Linked DNA regions of Sus scrofa: region 2 is linked to region 1. Evidence: chromatin contacts called from public HiChIP or PLAC-seq data. All regions are on one chromosome and are shown on one strand. Each heading gives the region's core, a stretch centred on a gene start, on an enhancer-like site or on the middle of the called end of the contact. The rest is flanking DNA. Distances are from core to core; before and after follow the strand shown.

Evidence for each region. HiChIP or PLAC-seq counts read pairs in DNA pulled down with a chosen protein or histone mark.
Region 2: an H3K27ac HiChIP or PLAC-seq map of skeletal muscle shows a contact between it and region 1, with 4 times the contacts expected there. The contact joins the promoter of IGF2 here to the enhancer-like site in region 1. A contact is called at or near these places in 4 of 5 promoter capture datasets (fetal liver, fetal skeletal muscle, liver and 1 more), 13 of 47 Hi-C or Micro-C datasets (adipose tissue, alveolar macrophages, embryonic fibroblasts and 8 more) and 1 of 2 datasets of contacts at active chromatin or transcription factors (skeletal muscle).

The regions. Positions count from the first base shown.
Region 1 is chr2:1,402,210-1,406,836 of Sscrofa11.1, forward strand. No RefSeq gene overlaps it. Among named protein-coding and RNA genes, the nearest start is that of MRPL23, 58 kb to the left of the region's middle. Within about 2 kb of position 2,817, at least 4 of the 83 cell types and tissues checked have an H3K27ac peak or open chromatin away from gene starts, as enhancers often do. A contact at or near this core is called in skeletal muscle, where this site is marked.
Region 2 is chr2:1,493,936-1,498,562 of Sscrofa11.1, forward strand. It overlaps IGF2 (insulin like growth factor 2), which reads right to left and starts at 2,219. Exons shown (of 5, transcript NM_213883.2): 1 at 2,091-2,219. INS (insulin) reads right to left here and starts at 3,906. Exons shown (of 3, transcript NM_001109772.1): 1 at 3,864-3,906; 2 at 3,500-3,702; 3 at 2,920-3,108. The coding sequence starts at 3,686. The coding sequence ends at 2,969.

The sequences.
Region 1 (4,627 bases), core at 1,567-4,066:
CTGCACCTGGTAGGCCTGGGCTGAGGCCGGGACACCGCCGGGGCTCCCGGCCTGGCCTGGAGACAAGGGGACGGTGTGAAGGCCCCCCGCGCCCGCTTCCCCATCCCGGCTTCTCAGCTCTCCCACGCCGATGGGCAGCCCAAGTGTCCAAGGAGCCAAGGGCCCCTGAGAGGCTGCCTACGTGCCACCCCACCCCCGGGCTCCTGCTGCTAGCCATGGGACCTCCCAGTGTGGGCCCTGGGGCACCCGCTGCCCTGGCCAGGGGTCAGAGGCCTGGCCGTTGGGAGCCGTGGGTCCCTGGGCTCGGCAGACGTGGGTTGTGTTGGTTACACTGCACAGAGGAAGGAGAGGGCGTTTCTTCTGTTTCTCCCAAAACCACCTCGTTGGCCCCAGACCAAGTGTATCTTTCCCTTTTTAAAGCAAGTTTTCTCTCTCTTTCTCTCTCTCTCTCTCTTTTTTTTTTTTTTTTTTTGTAAGGGAAATAATTCCAGACTCCATTTTTCCTCATGTGCCTTCCAGACAGGGCCCCCTCCCAGGGCTGGGGACCCCAGACTGGGCTGCTAGCTCCAAGCGGCAGACGGGCCTCCATCTACCCACCTGGGGCCACCACCACTCCCTGCAAGGCAGCCTGGGGCAGCGAGCCAAGGCTGCACCCTAGCACCTGCTCCCATGGACAGGATCGGGGGTTCGGGGGCAGCAGCCCACCGGCGAGGCATGTGGAGTCCCCTGGGAGGGGCTGGGGAACTGGCTCTGAGGAGGGCCTTGCGGCTGACCCGTCCGTGACAGGCTGAGCAGAGACCCCCCTGGAGGCAGGAGGGGCCCCAGTGCTCAGCTCAGCCCTGCTCACCTGCAGCCTGCACCGCCCCTCTCCAGGCCGGGGTCTCTGTCCTCCTCTGCCTGCTCCTCCCGGGGGCCTCGCACCCCCACTGCCATCCTGGTTCCCAAGCCCTCCCTCCGACATCTGGCCCCCACCCCCGCTGCTCAAACTTCTGACTGGGTGGCAAAGCAGGGAGAGTAAAGTCACATATGCCACCCCTGCAGAAAGAAAGAAATAAAAGCCCTCCCACAGGCGACCAGGCCGGTGCCACCAGAGCATCCAGGACATGTGTCTTGGGCCTTGGCGGTGGGCACACACAGGCCGGGAGGGCTGGCCAGGGTGGGGAGGACACGGGGACAGGCGTGGAGCTGGGTCCTGGTGGGCAGGGGGCTTCCAGGGGCAGAGGCCCAGGGCAGGGCCCAGGGAGGAGCGCGGGAGGGGGGCAGGTCATGCCCCACCCGGTACACAACGCTCCCACCAGCCCCTGGGGGGGTGGCCGTCTTGGACCCTCTGACTGCAGAGCTTCAGGGCTTCTCCTGATGGGGGGTCTGGGCAAGGGCAGGGCCCCCCATCCACCTCAGCGGCCAAGGGCCCCTCAAGCCACTGTCCCTGCGGGGCCAGCCACAGGCCCCACCAAGGGTTCCAGGAAGCGCCTTTCCAAAGAGCCAGGGCACAGAACAGGCTCCCCGCTCATCCCCACCCAGGGAAAAAGCCAACACGGGAAAGGAAGGAGATGAAAGTGAGCAACCCCGGCGAGGAGAGCACACGACGCCAGGGCCTCCGGGGAGAGGCCGCTCACACAGCACCGGGCCCGCCGCCCGCGGTCGCCTTCTTTCCATTGTCACAGCTGCTCCTGCAGCCCCCTGCCTGGGCTCGCTCCCCGGCCACGGCCTCGATCCCGCCCCCCGCCCCGCCAGGCCTGCCCCGGGGGCCCCCCACTGTCTGCATCTGCCTGGGATAACAGGCAGAACCCCATCCGCCCCGACTGCCCGCCTGGGGAGACCCTGGCCTCGGCCCAGCCTGCACACAGCACCCCCCAGCAGGGACACAGGTAGGGCAAGGGGGCAGGAGGGCCACTTCAGGCCATGGTGACGTCCAGCCTTCGGCCCAGTTCTCTTCCCAAAGAGGCAGGGAATGTGAGCACAGGCTCAGCAGAGACCCCAAGGGGCAAGAGCTGCAGAGGTGACAGTGGTCAAAATGGAAGGCAGTGCCCGCTCGTGTGTCCCTTCTCCCTCGCCGTGTCCCTCTGCCCCCAGCTCTCAGGCCCAGGAGGGGAAGGGACTTGTGGACATGGACAGGGGCTGTCACCGCGGTGCGGTGCACAGAATAGCCTGGGTCCCAGTGGGGCGATGGGGCCTGCACCCCCTTGCACACAAGCCAAGGAGCCCAGGCTCCCCGCTCCTGAGCTGGGACCACCCGCTCCTATCAGGCGGCTGGGGCCAGGGGAGGCTGGCGGGAGAGCGGGGGGCTCTGGCCAGCCTGGGCCTTGCAGGCTCACACCCCCTTCCCCACCCCAAGTCCTGGCCTCAGCAGGGACGTCCTCACGGCTCCTTCTTGCCAGCTGTCCCCTCCCGTCTCCACCACCTGCCAGTGGCAACCCGCCTGGCCTCGGCCCGGCCCCGGCCCAGAGCCAGGCACCATCGCCTGTGCCCCGCCCCGCTCAGGCTGCATGCAGGGGGCTCAGAGGGGCCGTTGGCCTTTTTTGGGCTTGTCCACCCCAGGCCACCCAAGCCCCCCGCGGGCAGGCCAATCAGCACGTTGGGCCGCGCAGGCACGCAGGCTGTAGGCAGCAGCTATTTCAGGCGGGTGTAGGTTTCAGGCCTCTTGTCAAAGAGGAAGGGACAGGGACACCTGCCCCACAGGCGCCAGCCGGGCGCACGGGGACCCCAAAAATGGCAGTGAGGGCTGGGCCGACAGGTCACCTCAGGCCAGCTCCTTCCCCAGGCCTCAGCCCCGGCAGTTTCAAGGCCCCGTCGTCACCCGTGTTCTGAGAGGCCTGGGGACTTGGCCGCGCTCGAGGGCGCACAAGCGGAGGTGGTGGGCAGAGCGCCCACACACAGCTGCATACTCGCGCCTTCTTCCCGCCCGGGTGGACCTCTGCCTCCACAGCCCCCGTGTGGCCCCAGGCCTTTCAGGTGGCCCACCTGGCTCTCCGTGCCCAGCAGGAAGGCCTAGATTGGGGGCTGGGCTTACCAGGTCTTGGAGGACAATCAGATCTGCCCGCACTGGCACACTAGCGGGGTGGGGGGCTGGCACAGGTTCAGACCAAGCTTTGGGGCTTCTTAGGCAAGGGCTGGCCTCACTCGGCCTGCCCAGGGCTGTGGGGAGGGGGCTGGCTCCACCCTGTAGGTGCGGCAGGCAACCGGCCCCCAGCCCCCTGCGAGGGCGGGAAGGCTGCAGGACAACGAACCTGCCCGTCCTTGCCCTCCCCATGTGTCTCCGCTCCCATCTGCCCTCTGCCCCCGGAAAGCCAGAGCCACCCTATTAGGGCTGCCTGAAGGCCACCGGGAGCTTGGCCCTCAGCGTGCGGCCAGGCAGCCACATGCCCCCTCCTGTGCAGAGCAGGTGCCGTGGCCGAGGGCAGGAGCGAGCACGTTGCCTGGGAGCAGTGGGCAGAAGCCATGAATGGAAGGGCAGGGCAAGCAAAGTGGACAGTGCCTGCCCGGCCAGCGTCCTGGGAGCGCCCAGGATCTGGGGCTCAACCTGAGGCCCAGGTCCTCCGCGAAGCCTCCCTGGATGGTGCTTCCTGGGCTGAACACGCCTGCAAACATGCCCGCAACCACGCCTGCAGGCGGCCCGATTCCCTCCCAGGGGATGTGCCAAGTAGGCACAGAGTTTGCAGAGATGGTCAAACCACTCCTGCCCCAGGCCAGCGGGTTGGCACAGCCACCAGCCAGGCAGCCAGGAGCCTGGGTGCTCCAGAGGCTGCTTCCCCAGGCCCCGACTGAGTGCCCTGAAAAGAGCCGGGGCTGCCTCCCACATCCAGCTGGAGCTCCCCCCAAGCCCCTGAGCTGCCCCAGGTCACAACCCCCACCCGACCCTTGGCCATGCCCACCCACCACTCCCCAACTTGGGGCGATGGGGCCAGGGGCCAGCGGTCCTCTCCGAGCCAGTGGGCCGCCAGCTCAGCCTGTGGTGGTGGTGGGAGGGGGTTGGGGCTGTGGGGGCGGTGCAGAGTGGAGCCCAAGCGTCGGCTCAACCTGTGGCGTTCGGCGTTTTCTCTCTGCCTACATGGCTTGGAGCTGGGGCCAGAGGCTTCCCCACCAACCAGAGGCTCTCAGGAGACTGAGCTGGGGGCCTCAAGTGCCCTGTGCCCTCAGAGCCAGCATCAGGCAGGAGTGCCAGCTTCTGGGCCTCCGGTTTGGGACCAGCTCTGCCTGCAGGGAGTTTGTGGTCTCCCTGGTGGACACCCCTGGACCCTGGTGTCCAGCTGATGTCACAGCACTGGCAGAAGGAAGGTGCGCCCTGCTGGGGGTGCTGGGCCTGGTTCGGGGTCCAGTGCGCCCTCCAGGCTGGCGGCTCTGGCTGAGCGGTCGCCATCTCTCTCGACAAGCCAGGAGAGTAGCCCAGGGCTCTCGGGCTGGAAAGGCTCAGGCTAGTGACCTCTGAGCCTGGAGATTTGGTGCCAGCCCAGCACAGACAGGCTGGGGCCTCAGACGCAGCGTCCATACCCCGGGAGTGGGGTGCTGCCTGCGTACCGGGGCCGCGGGTGCTCCGGGCCGCCCCTCCTCAGGGCGAGATAGAGATGGAGCTTTACCCTCTGCACTTTCCAAATCCCCCCGGGGCCCGTCACCCTGATGGCCCCTCTGC
Region 2 (4,627 bases), core at 969-3,468, 91 kb after region 1:
CCAGTCTCCACTTTCGAAGGAATCTGCCTCGCTGTCCCTGCACCCCGGCCAGAAACAACAGTGCCGGAGGGGGCGGGGGGCCGGGCGCCCCAGGACCTCGCTGTCTGTTTGTTGTTTCCACAGCTCCCAGACCCCTGACCACCCCCCCATCCCCACGCATTCTTTCTGCCCTGGACCTCCTCTCCTCCCAGCAGCGGGAGGGCGGTGGACATGGACCCGGGAAAGAACGAACCCTGGCCCAGCTGGACCCCCTCCAAGGCCTCCCGGGCCCGAGGGTCCTGTCCCTGCAGCCCCCGCCTCATGTGAGCCTCCTGGCTCAAGTGGCCGAGGCGGCTCCAATCAGAGCGAGGGGCCTCCTGGCCCGACAGTGACACCCCCCAGCCCCCAGCCTCAATTTCCCCAGGCCTTGGAGACCCTCAGCAAAGGCTCCAGCTGGGCACAGGTGCCCGGCCTCCTCCAGCCTCGGTTTGCTGGGCCGCAATGTGGGCGCTGAAGAAAGTCACCCCCAGGAGTCCCCTCGTTCCCTCCTAAACTCCATCGCCTCCAGAGCTCAGGGTAGCCGGCCTGTTGGGCACCCCCCGCAGCCCCTGTGAGTGCTGGCAAGCGGCAGCAGGGGTGGCAGAGCCCTGCAGAGAGGTCCACCTGCCGCCTGGACTTTCGGCTCAGGGCGAAGGGGAGTTTGTCAAAAGTGGGGCTTTGGCGCCCTCTGCTGGTTCTGTCTGTGAATGACCGCTCGGACCACCTTGCCTGGTGGGGACAGGTGCCCACCCAGTGAAGCACTGGCACCAGGGGTGCAGCCCTGCCTGGGTCCAGGGGCCGGGCTCCCCAGTTTGAAGACTCACAGCCTAGCTGGACACACACCAGCCGGAACTCTGCCAGGGGGCCTTTTCCAGGAACACAGGCCTCTGGTTCCTAGTCTCGCTCCTCCTTCCCAGGCTGGCCCCCACCAGACACTGGGCCCTCAAGAGCAGGGGGCTGCTTGGGCACCTTTGTGTCCACCTCCCATGCCCCTCAGGATCTGCTCCGGCCTGGAGGACAGGGAGGACAGTAAATATTTACTGCCAACAGGAGAAGGCAAATACAGCCCTAATGGTCAGGCAGAGGTGCCAGTTCATCCGTGCCAGAAGCAGATGCAATCCGGGGGGCCAGCCTGGAGGCAGCTGCACCGGCAGAATGTCCTTAGAGGGTGGGCAGCAGCGGGCCTGACCCCAGCCTCAGTCTTCCCATCAGGAACACAGTGCCACAGTGCCACACAGGGCAAGGCGCTACGGTGCCCCAGCATGGCATGTGTGATGACGGGATGCGGAGCAGACACAAGGCAAGTGAGCAGGACGTGTGTGGGGGCTGCCCTCAGCACGGGGACCCACCGCTCACGCCAGGGTGTCATCCAGGGCTGAACGCAGCTGCCGGCCACTGCCAGATGCCAGGGCAAACGAAGCCAGGTCCGAGGGCGAGGGCGGGCTGTCCTCCAGTTCCCAGAAGGGGCGGAACGTGGGCCTGGGTGGAGGGGCTGAGCCAAGGCCTGTGGGCCTGGCTTCTGCGGGTGACGGGGGATCTCAGGGAAGCAGGGCCCTCTGGGCTTCAACGCCCAGGGGGCTGCTGAGCAAGAGGCCAGGTCTGAACCCAGGCCCCAGGTGTCCCTGGGCAGCCGCCTCTCCTTCCCTGCGTGACCTCGTCCGTGGGAGAGCCCCCTCCCCACCTGTGCCAAAGCATGTCACTGGGCCCAAGGGCCGGCGGGCAAGGCTCGTGGGGAGCATACAGGGTCTCAGGGCTGGATCTGGGCTCGGGAGAAGGGAGACCCCCCACCCGGCAGGCCGAGGGCGCTGTCACACCATGACTCTCAGCCTTCCCCACCCGACGGACAAGAGTGACCCTCTCCCAAGCCCCCACTCACCCAGGACCGCACACCCCGTGAGTCCTGCGAGTGGGGGCGGCTCAGGGGCCCCGAGTCCCAAAGGAGTCTGCTGGCCCTGGGGGGGAGGGGAAGCAGCAGGGTGGTCACGGGTCTCCCTGGTTGGCAGGACCACAAGCTCAGCCCGCTGCCTCCCAGAGGGCAGCCGGACACCAACCAGTCCGGGGACCCCACGTACCTCAGCTGCTGCAGGTGCCCCTGCCTGTACTGGTGCCAATGGGGCCGCTGGGTGCTCCCATGGACAGCTCGCCACTCATCCCAGCCGCCTACCCCCCTTCCGGGTCCAGTGTCCGGCCGGCCACCCGCCTGCCCAGCCCTGGCCTCCTCTCCAGGGGCGGGGCCTGCTGGGGGCCTGTGACTTCTCCCCAGGGGTGTCTGTGTGGCCGTGGGGAGGGGACGACACAGGTGAGAGCCTCGTGTTGAGAGGTGAGCTGCCCAGCTGGCTGGGTCCCAGGCGGAGAGCCTGCTGCCACCCCTCAGGCCCACCTCTGGCGGGTGTGCAGTCCCTGGGGCCCGGGCGCCCAGCTCTAGGCCCGGCCGCCCCCAGTGCTGGCCCGGGTGGAACCTTCAGCAAAGGTGCAGATTGGTTTGGCCTGGGCGACTGGCAGGCTGGCCAGGTCTTGGTCCCGCGGGGTCACTCTCTGACCTCCCAGACCGCAGCCAGCCCAAGAAGCCCCTGGGCTATTTTGTGTGCCCAAGAGCAGTCTGGGTGGGTGCCCTGTGACCCTCAGAGTGACCCTGTGCAGCAGTGGGCACCCAGGAGGGGGTGTCTGGAGCCCTGAAAACCAGAGCTCGCCACATTGAAGGGCCCTGCCCTGGGCCCTGGTCCCCCGGTGCCCATGTGCCTGTGGGCACCCGATGCATGTGGAGGAAGCTTAGAGCAGCCGATGTGGCGAGAGCAGAGAGGGGTCGCAGGCAGGCCCCCCACAGCCTTCTGGCCCCTCCCCCACCAGGGCCCCCGCCCCAGGCCACACAGACCACAGGACTCGGCCGGGCTCATTCAGGACTTTATTGGGTTTTGGGGTGCGGGGAGCAGCAGGCGCCCTCAGGGGCGGCCTAGTTGCAGTAGTTCTCCAGCTGGTAGAGGGAACAGATGCTGGTGCAGCACTGCTCCACGATGCCACGCTTCTGCGGGGGCCCCTCCAGCGCCAGGGCCTGCAGGCCGCCCAGGCCTCCGCCCAGCTCCACGGCACCTGCTGCGGGGAGAGCCGGTCACACAGAGACAGCCACCCCCCACCCCGCCCACCCTGGAGTGGAAGCCGCAGCAGCCGCCGGTCCTGGGCCTCCCGCTGCCTGCCCGGCACGGGGCCCCCTCCCAGGGGGATGGGGCATCTCCCACGGGCATGTGGGCCGGCAGACGGGACACCACGGCCATGTCACTCGGAGACCAGCGGCACCCGGGCCTTGACTCCGTAAGATTCCTCCCTGGAGCCGCCTCGGGAGGAGGGGAGGGAAGGGGGGCTTCTCGAGCGGGACCGGGGCGTGGGAGGGGTGTCTCTGGGCTCAGCTCCCAGGGAGTTGGTCACTTTTACCAATTTCCTCCTTAAAAACTCCCCCGACCGCTCCCGGGACGCCCCCTCGGCTCACCCTGAGGGTTCTCCGCCTCCCGACGGGCCTTGGGCGTGTAGAAGAAGCCGCGCTCCCCGCACACCAGGTACAGCGCCTCCACCAGGTGGGAGCCGCACAGGTGCTGGTTCACGAAGGCCTGGGCCGGGGCGGGCGCCCAGAGGGCCAGCAGGGCCAGCAGGGGCAGGAGGCGCGTCCACAGGGCCATGGCGGGGGGTGAGGACCTGGGGGACGGGCGGCGTTGAGGCCAGCCAGGGGCACCTGCAGCCCCCACCAGCCTCACCCCCCAAGGGCTCCGAGAGAGGAGCCCACGTCCTCCTGCCGAGATGCCCTGGCCCCAGCAGGACAGCCCAGACCCAGCTGACGGGAGCCCAGGGGGACAGACCTGCTTGCCGGCGGCCTGGGAACGCAGCTGGTCCCAGAGGGCTGGGGGCGGCTGGGCCCGGCCGGCTTTATAGCGCCTGCCCCCCGGCGCCCGGCCCCTGAGGGCCTCCAGGTGGGTGGCAGATGGCTGGGGGCTGAGGTGGCACTTTCTGGATCATTTCCCTGCTGCCAGGCCTGCGGGATCATCTCCGTGGGTCATCAGCGCCTCTGGGGGCCTTGAGGTCATTAGAGTCTTAACGAGCGGCCTGAGGGCCAGGCTGTCCCCACTGGCTGGGGACAAAGGCCAAACCGCCCGGGCTTGGGCCGCATCTTCCACGTTATAGCCCAGGGAGTGGGGGCGCGAGAGGACACCTGCCTGCAGACCCCGGTCCATCCCTGAGGCCCCAGAGATGCTCCGAAGCCGTGGGGGGGGGCTGCTCCCGGCCCCATAAGCGCCCCCGCCCCCAGCACAGCAGCCTGCTGAGACCCCGGGCTGCTGCGGCGGTGGGGGGGGGGGGCGCTGAACTCAGGGACCCGCAGGCTGGCCCCTGCTTCTCATCTCCAACGGCGGGAGTGGGGGGGGCACAGGACTCCTGGGTGTGGCCCCACCACCTCCCCCCACCAGGTACCGCTCAGTGGCCCTGCCTCCTGGAGCCCCTGCCCCTCCCTGCTGCTGACCCCTTTCAGACCCGGCCCCACGACATACTGCTTCCCTTCGCTGTCCCATGGGCGGGGGGGACCCTCTGGTACCCACCCCCCCGGGACAGGCCCCTGTGGGGAGGCCCC